2 separate regions of the Ovis aries genome follow, and region 2 is linked to region 1. Evidence: chromatin contacts called from public Hi-C data. All regions are on one chromosome and are shown on one strand. Each heading gives the region's core, a stretch centred on a gene start, on an enhancer-like site or on the middle of the called end of the contact. The rest is flanking DNA. Distances are from core to core; before and after follow the strand shown. Region 1 holds the start of C1R (complement C1r). Region 2 overlaps LPCAT3 (lysophosphatidylcholine acyltransferase 3).

What was found. Hi-C and Micro-C count contacts between places; a contact is called where the count stands out from the background.
Region 2: a contact with region 1 is called in a Hi-C map of blood, with 2.9 times the contacts expected there. The contact joins the enhancer-like site here to the promoter of C1R in region 1. A contact is called at or near these places in 5 of 16 Hi-C or Micro-C datasets (blood and skin fibroblasts).

Annotation. Positions count from the first base shown.
Region 1 is chr3:209,216,696-209,221,237 of ARS-UI_Ramb_v3.0, reverse strand. It overlaps C1R (complement C1r), which reads right to left and starts at 2,395. Exons shown (of 11, transcript XM_042248206.2): 1 at 2,338-2,395; 2 at 1,392-1,620. The coding sequence starts at 2,339.
Region 2 is chr3:209,311,598-209,316,139 of ARS-UI_Ramb_v3.0, reverse strand. The region is part of intron 1 of LPCAT3 (lysophosphatidylcholine acyltransferase 3); the gene reads right to left. Among named protein-coding and RNA genes, the nearest start is that of LPCAT3, 18 kb to the right of the region's middle. Within about 2 kb of position 2,774, at least 28 of the 54 cell types and tissues checked have an H3K27ac peak or open chromatin away from gene starts, as enhancers often do.

The DNA.
Region 1 (4,542 bases), core at 1,146-3,645:
TGCCGAAGCTGAAGCTCCAATATTTTGGCTAAAGAGCTGATTCATGGAAATGACCTTGATGCTGGGAAAGATAGAAGGCAGGAGAAGGGGATGACAGAGGATGAGATGGTTGGATGGCATCACTGACTCAGTGGATGAATTCAAGCAAACTCAGACATGCTGAAGGACAGGGAAGCCTGGCGTGCTACAGTCCATGGGTTTGCGAAGAGTCTGACACGACTTAGTGACTGAACAACAACATGTGTCAGACCTTTCTTTACCCCCATCTGCTCCTGTGTCCGCCTCCCACTGGTTGCCTTTACCTGGTTTCTGTCATTCCTTCATCCCTAGAGCCTGGAGGGTCTGCTTTACCCTCTGTCCTGTCCTTCCACCTTGTTTTGGTCAACCCATTCCTGTCCAGCCATGACTCCTGATATTCAGCTGAGTGTGAGCATCCGGGACCTGTCAGCTTAGCAAGCATCACTGAGCTCTCCTTACCTCTTCCTTCACAGATTCCTTGACTCCTGCAAAGCAGAAGACGTCCCTCCTCCTATCTCATCCCCACTTTGCCTACCACCAGGACCCTCCCTATGAGCACTGCTGACATCTCAAGTCCTCTGGGCTGGGAAGATATGGCATTTCCATGGTATTCTTTTATACCCTCCAGGGGATCTCCTGGAAATAGTATTTATGGGCTGTGTGTAGGCCCTATCTGAATCCCAAATCAAGAACCTCATTTTTAAAATTTTAATTTTATTTTTAGGCTGTGTTGTGCAGCACGTGGAATCCTAGTTTCCCACCTAAGTTCCCCAGGAATCAAACCTGGGCCCCCTGCCTTGGGAGCACAGAGTTTTAGCCGCTGGATCACTGGGGAAGTCTCCAGGAAACTCATTTTTATTGGATGTAGAAAGAGGGACTGGGACGGGCCCTTGGTCGTGACAGAGGAGAGAGGACTGAGCCCACTGTCCTGGCTGCAGACCACCCTTGAGCCACCACCACACACAAGCCGCTTTCCCACGTCCCTGTGTTCCTGGTGAGGAGGCAGCCATGGAGTGGTGACACTCTCCATGGCAACAGGGAAACTGAGGCAAGGATGTTTCCAAAATCCTCCGGGCAAGTAAGCAGACAGGGAAGGTTTTTCTGACTCCTGTGTACAGTACATTCCCCAAGAACAGGGCTTGTCCCCTCCCTCTCTGTTTCTCCCCTCTTTGCTCCACGATGGTCTCTCAGACCAGTGGCCTCCCATCCTCGATACCCCTGGACTTCCAGAGCCCCACCTGGCCATCAGCTTTCACCAGCTTGGGGCTGTGTCCCCAGGCAGGGTGTCCTATCCAGGCTGGTCAGAACCCGGGTCCCCAGGTTCCAGAGACACTCAGTTCTCCCTCTGCCCACCCCCCTCATCTGCCCCCTACCTTGACATAGTCATAGAAACAACCATCCGAAGGCTCCAGGTCAAACTGCCAGAAGACAAGCTTCACTCTGTACCCCGTGGGTACTGTGATCACAGTGGTCCTCTCAAAATTGTTAGGGTAAGGCTTGGGGAACAGAGGGGACATCACCTCCCCGTAGAGCCTCTGAGGGGTGGGGATGGCGCCTCCAACCCCGAAGAACAGGACCGGCAGCAGGAGGTATAAGAGCCACCTGCCAAAAGGGAAAAGGTGTCTGTAGGGTGGGAGGGGTGCAGACCCTTGCTCTCTGGTAGGGGATGGGATTGCCGTACCGCTGGGCATTTTCCTCTTGGTCCATTCTAGATCTCAGGGAGATGTCCTAGGGTGGGTGGGGAGGCTGCAGGGGGCAGGCTGGTCTCTGCAGCTGCTGCACTGGGCGCTCCTCCCCGGGGCCAGTGTCCAGTCCAGAGGTCATCACGCTCCCCCCACCTCTCTCCCCAGCCTCCTCCCTGCCCTGTTGCATCACTCTGCTCCCCTTCCAGGAATTGGGCTGGCTTGGACCAGTAAACTAAGGGTGAGGGTTTCCAGTCATGGTCTCTGAAATGGCTCCCACATGCTCAGCAAGGCCTCTGGGAGAGACCGCCTATGGAAGAGGGTCTCAGGTACAGAGGCTGACTGTCTAGACCGAGGGACGGGCTCCCCCAACCCCACCTTGCTGCTCCCTATGAGCTGGAGGAGGAAGGCAGTGTGACCTCACCTCCTGGGGCTGAGTCTCCTTTCTCCTCTGGAGGAGAGATGGGGCATGCATTTTCGAGCGTGCACGTGTGGGCACACTGGAGGAATCAGGTGTATGGGGAGGGTCAGGGTGCTCGCACCTCCCTGAGTAAGTCTGGGACAGGGGGCCCCCTGTGCCCAGGCTCGTCCCCTCTGGTGTCTCCCTCCCTCCTTGGTTCCCACCAGGCTTACTCACATTTCTTAAGGCCTGTTGTTGGATCCCTGACTCTCGTGACAGCGTCTTCATGCACTCTGGGTGCAGAGAGAGCAGGGTCACGCAGAGCAGGGAAGGGGGAGGGAGGGACTGTGGAGGGGGAAGGGGTGACCGTTCCGGGATGAATGTTGTAGGGAACGAGCCATTTGCATAAACAAAACCAAAAAAGAAAAAAAAGAAATTCTGTTTCGGTTTAGTTTTGGTTGTGAAATGCCTGATGGTGCTGCCACCTGCTGGCCTTCAGGGTAAGGGCTGGAGAAGGTTCTGCATTTTTAGGGATAGAAAAGCCTTGGGTTGGAGGCCCAGATGCCCCTTTCTGAATCTGATGGGAATCCCGCCCCCTTTCTTCAGGGCCCTTTCTGGTGACTGCGGCTGAGTGTTCAGGGTTCCTACCCAAAGAACAGTGGAAATCGCAGTTGAGGGGGGTCTTTTGTGACCCTCTCTTCTCCTTTAACCCCATTCTCCCTGTCCTTAGTTAGCCAGAAGCTCTGGTACAGGAATGATCAGGGATCAATGCCCAGGATAATGGGACAAGAGCAAGGATTAGAGATGGGGAGTGCAGGAGGGTGCAGAGGAGAGAGAAGCTTGCTTGATCTAGGGTCCCACCCTGCTTCCCTCAGCAATGACACTTAGAGGGAACTTATCTGAAGTTCTAGTGGTTAAAACTCTGTGTTTCCAATCCCTGGTCAGGGAACTAAGATCCCACATGCCATGTAGTGTAGCTAATAAAGAAATTAAAAAAAATGACACGTAGAACAGGGACTGCTGTGACCCCAAAGCACCAGTAGGGTCTGGTTTAAGACCCTCCTTGGGCTTCCCTGGTAGTCCAGGAATTAAGACACCCAGCTTCTCAAGCAAGCAGCATGGCTTTGATCCCTGGTCAGGGTACTAAGATCCCAGCAAAAAAAAAAAAAAAAGACAAAGGCCCTTCCTCCCCTCTCAATGGACTCAGGCCTGCTAATGAGCTTGTCCCTTAGGGAAACAAGGGCAGCTGAGGATGGGATGGAGATATTCTCAGCATCTGGTCCAGAGTGTGAGCCCCTGAGGGTCATGGCGCCAGGGGCTGAGCAAACAGGCTGGCTGTGGACCACCAGTTGTGGATGTGACTGGTAATGGAAGTAAAGTCTGATGCTGTAAAGAACAATATTGCATAGGAACCTGGAACGTTAGGTTCAGAATCAAGGTAAATTGGAAATGGTCAAACAGGAGATGGCAAGAGTGAACACTGACATTTTAGGAATCAGTGAACTAAAATGGACAGGAATGGGAGACTAGGAGGAAGAGTAGGTCAGATGACCGTTATGTCTACAACAGTGGGCAAGATTCCCTTAGAAGAACTAGAGTAGCTCTCATAGTCAACAAAAGAGCCCCAAATGCAGTACTTGGGTGCAATCTCAAAAAAATGACAGAATGCAAAGAAATAGAGGAAGACAATAGAATGGAAAAGACTAGAGATCTCTTCAAGAAAATTAGAGATACCAAGGGAACATTTCATGCAAAAATGGGCACAATAAAGAATATGGTATGACCCTAACAAGCAGAAGATATTAAGAAGAGGTGGCAAGAATACACAGAAGAACTATACAAAAAAGATCTTCATGACCCAGATAACCACGATGGTGTGATCACTCACCTAGATCCAGACAATCTGGAATGGGAAGTCAAGTCGGCCTTAGGAAGCGTTACTATAAACAAAGCTAGTGGAGGTGATGGAATTCCAGCTGAGCTCTTTCAAATCCTAAAAGATGATGCTGTGAAAGTGCTGCACTCAATATGCCAGCAAATTTGGAAAACTCAACAGTGGCCACAGGACTGGAAAAAGTTAGTTTTCATTCCAATCCCAAAGAAAGGCAATGCCAAAGAATGCTCAAACTACTGCACACTTGCACTCATCTCACACGCTAGCGAAGTAATTTTGAAAATTCCACGCTCACTGCAACAGTATGTGAACCGAAAACTTCTAGATGTTCAAGCTGGATTTAGAAAAGACAGAAGAACCAGAGATCATATTGCCAACATCTGTTGGATCATAGAAAAAGCAAGAGAGTTCCAGAAAAACATCCAAATGTGCTTTATTGACTATGCCAAAGCCTTGAACTGTGTGGGTCACCACAAACCGTGGAAAATTCTGAAAGAGATGGGAATACCAGACCACCTTACCTGCCTCCTGAGAAATCTGTATGCAGG
Region 2 (4,542 bases), core at 1,525-4,024, 95 kb before region 1:
TTGGTGGTGCAGATCAGTTTTTAAAATTTCCCATCTGCTATGGACCAATACTTCAGTAAAGTACAAACTCATGGGCTTGGATGATGTGGCACTATTGAACTCCTGCGAAAATCCCTAAATGTTCACTCTTACTCTCTGCTTGCTTTGAGCTTTGACTTGGCAAAGGGTGGCTACAAATTACACCAACCTCTCCTTTGCCTCTTTCACTGAAGGCTTTTTCTTCTGACTCCTAAACATGGCTGACCTCCAGAGTCAGTCCCGATCCTCTGCTATGCTCTCTACACCGTCTCAATGGAAACCCCATCTACTCTCATGTAATTTAACATGATCTTTATGCCAAAGACAACCTCACATCTTTAATCCTGACCTCTCAGGTTTCAGTTCCAAGTTTCCACTTCCTGGCGGGGCATTTTCAGTTTGATATCTTGCACCATCTCTAACTCTGTGTAAATAAGACATGGGCTTTCCCCTGAATCAGGCTTCTCTCAGCTTCTTTTGTTGATTAATGATGTTACTGCTCTCCAGGCCACACAGTGACACTCAAAGGCTTGCAGTTATCTCCGCCTCTTCCCTTTCTCCTCAGTGCCCATATCTAGTCACCAAATCCTGGTTTGTGCACCACAAGGCTTGCAGGATCTTAGTTCCTGCAACTAGGGATTGAACCCATGCTCCCTGAAGTGGAAGTCCAGAGTTCTCAGCCATAAGGACCACCATGGATTTCCCCCAAGTCCTGCCGATTCCTCCTTTCCAATGTCTCTCGCCACCATCGCATCCTCTTCTTTCCCATGCTACATCTGCAGGGAAGGTCCTCAAGTGCTCCCCCTTCAAGTCTTGCCACGACCTCATCTCTGCCTGTAGCTGCTTCCTCTGACATCCTCCACCAGGGGGCTCTCCCTGCCACTCCTGCTCAGAAGCCATCAGTGATTCTACCTGAGCACTCCACATAGCATCAGCTCCCAAGTCCAAGATTCAAGGTCTACCTTCTAAACTACATTTCTGGGCAAAGCCTCCACCCTCCTCCTCCAGCTAACTGATATGCTAGTTTCTGCTCAAACATGCCTTGTGTCGGGAATTCCATGGTGGTCCACAGGTTAGGACTGCGCTCTCACTGCCGAGGGCCCTTCAGGGTTCAATCCCTGGTCAGGGAACTAAGATCCCACATGGAATGTGGTGTGGCCAAAAAAAGAAAAACCCAACCAAACACACAAACCACAACACCGCCTCCCCCCCAAAGAAAATCCAAACAAAACATGTCTTAATGTCTTTAATCTCTAGATCTTCACTCATGCCAGTCCCTTTGGGTGGGACACCTTCTTCAACCACCCCTCTAACCAAGTGAAGCCCTACCCATTTTTGAAAAACACTCAGTTCAAGTGTCTCCTTCTTTAGGGTTACTGTAGACCACAATTAATTCATGACCCTGCGCATTATGGACTCATGCCTTAAATACACGGCGCTTAGGACAAAGTCTCATTTGGCAAAATCATTATGTAATACAAGTTGCCATTCCTTACACTAGTGTTCCTTATTAAAACTATCACAAGTTCACAATCTCTTTTCCCAAAGTCCTTCTGTGTCTTTGGATCTCCCATAGCATGCTATCCTGCTTACTTCATTTTCTGATGGGTTGATCTACAGTAACTGGCACTTAACAGCGGTTTGAGGTGTCAGTTTCCTCATCTGTAAAATGGGGACAGGACCTGCTCCAGTGATTATGTAAGGGCTAAAGGGGATATTGCATATAAAGTAGTCAGCACAGTCTAAAATATTGTAAGCAGTCACAAAGTCTCACACACACACATGCAGATTCACATAGAAGGAGTCTGTAAATTAGGTCTTATCTGAGAAATTCTGATGAAAGTGGTATCAGGGGTTCCAAATCTAATCTTCTTTCCATGTGACAATCAAATGACTGAGGGATTTTCTTCCCATCTTCACTTTAAAAGAAGAGTCATTGTGTATTTATTTTAGAAAGATACTGACTCTGGCTTGCCAAGAGCACTTTCTCTAAAATGCAACATACGGTTAAATTAAGGCACTGGATAAACACCAGCTCTGAGGTTAAGATGAGATTTGACAGCCTGAATCCCAGTTCTGCTACTTACTAGCTGTCCCCCTTAGGCTGGTTGATGAGTTACTGCTTTTGGTCCTCAGTTTCACTGGTAGAGTATCTAGGTCCTGGCTCATATTTCAACCTGGTCCATATCAGATGCTCAGTGAGCATGAGATGGCATCAACCTCTCCTTTAACAGAGGCCTGCCCAGCAACCTCAACTGACTGGCCTCAAACACAGTGAGTGCCGATGGCTCCTGCAGGCCCACCTCCCATCAAGGCTCTCCCCAGAACTTCACACTCGTGTGCAATGCGGAGTGGGCACCCGCCTAACGGGACACCTCAGACGTAACAGGCCCCAAACTCAATTGCTGATGTCCTTCTCTCAGCAAGCCTGCTCCTCCCCTGGCTTCCTCATTTCAGCAAAGCTTTCTGCTCAGCCCTTCTGCTCACACAAGGCTGAGGCCCTGCCACCTTCCCCTGCTCCTGAGCCCCTCCCCTCCCCCAGGCAACCTCATCTGTCAGCAAACTCTGTCTGTTCTACCTGCAAAGTGAACCCAGAATCTGACCACTTCTGCCCCTGGTCCATGTTGGCACCATCCCTGGCCTGTGTTATTACTGTCGTCTCCTGACTCATCTCCCCCAGGGCCTTCACTCACGCTCTGCTCTGCAGGAGCTGAAGTCCAACCAGAATGCCAGACTGAGCTGCTTGCCCCTCCCCCACCGCTCTCTGACTCATCTCTGACTCTGGGCCACCCTTCCCGGAATGGCAGGCTTGTGCAAACCTTAGAGCCTTCACATTAATACGTTCTTGGCCTGGGATGCTCTTTCACCAATGAGCTCAAGTACCTCCAGGGCTTCAGGTTTTTACTGAAACGTCACCTTATCGGTGGGGCCTTCCCTGACCGGTATCTTGAGATCGCACACGCTGCCCCACCCTGTATGCCACCAACACACACTTCCTGTTTTTCTTTCCTACTTCATCTTTCCTATTTTCCCTTGGCACTTACTACTCTTCAACGTGCTGTATATTCTACTTATTGGTCTTTGAAGGCAAGATTTTTGTCTCTTTTTCCCCACACTGTACCGCAAGTGCCTTGTAGAGCTCCTGGTACAAAACAAGTTCTCAAAAATATTTGTTGAATGGATGAGAGAATAAAAGAATGAAAGAACAAATACTCGGTATCCTAGGGAGTGAATAAAATATGTATTGAGCATCCATTATGTGGTCAGCAATGCATTAGGCGAAAGGAGACTACGGTAGAGTTGTAAGAGATGCTTTCAGACTCTGAAAGAGCATTTTAGAGAGAAAAGAATACCAAGCAATGATGTTGTGTAAATGCTAAGTGATGGAAATGCCAATATTGTAGAGGTTGGAGAAGACAAGAGGTCAATAGTGAACAGAGCAGTCAGGATGAGCAGAGGAGAAACAAGGGAAGGGAGTTCCAAGGGAGAATTATGTACTAAAGAACCAGAGGCAGGAGAGGGCATGGAGCAGTCATGTCACTAGACCGGGCTGACTACAAGACGAAGGTTTGGAAAACCAGACAGAGTCAGAATTTGATATAATAGGGGGAAAAATCAAGAGGATTGGACTTCCCTGGTGGCTCAGAGGTAAAGAATCTGCCTGTGCCCATGCAAGAAATATGGGTTTGATTCCTGGGCTAGGAAGATCCCACATGCTACGGAGCAACTAACCCGAGGTGCCACAACCACTGAGCCTGTGCTCTAGAGCCTATGTGTCACAACCACTGAAGCCTGAAAGCCCCAGAACCCATGCTCTGCACAGAAGAGGCCACTGCAAGGAGAAGCCGAGAAATGCAACTAGAGAGTAGCCCCCGCTCACTGCATCGAGAGAAACGCCCATGCAGCAGTGAAGACCCAGTGCAGCCAAAAATAACCTGAGCTCATCACCTGTTTCCGGTCTACCCACTTCTGCCTCGGCCCTCAGCGATGGGCTAACATACCCCCAGCCCAGGCCAACTCACCCTCACCTCTTGTGAGAAGATCTGGTTCACAGGGTCAATGGGCTCCTTAGAGTAAAATGACTGAAACCGATCTCAAACTCAAAATTCATACTTACTGTCAGAGGTAAAGGGATGGGAGACAACGGATCCCCCCCAAAAGGCTATGTCCGTCCATCACTGCTCTTAGGGATAGTTCACTGACAAAATTATGGCAACTCTGGAATTTCTAGCTAAAAAGGATGGATGGAAAAATCTGTTTCAGCCTTATATCATCTGGATGCTGAAATTTTTCTAAACTATGAAAAAACCATTCCCACAGATAATGGGTATTTTGCTTTGGACAATGGAAGGCCACTTTCAGGATCAAGTTTCAGTTCAATTTTCCTAAGAATCACAGACTAGAATATAAAACAGGACTGCTTTTGAACATGTCTTATTTGCATTATTTATTATCTTTGGTCACGTGGCATGTGGGATCTCACCTCCCCAACCAGGGACGCTCCCTTAATTGGAAGTGCAGAGT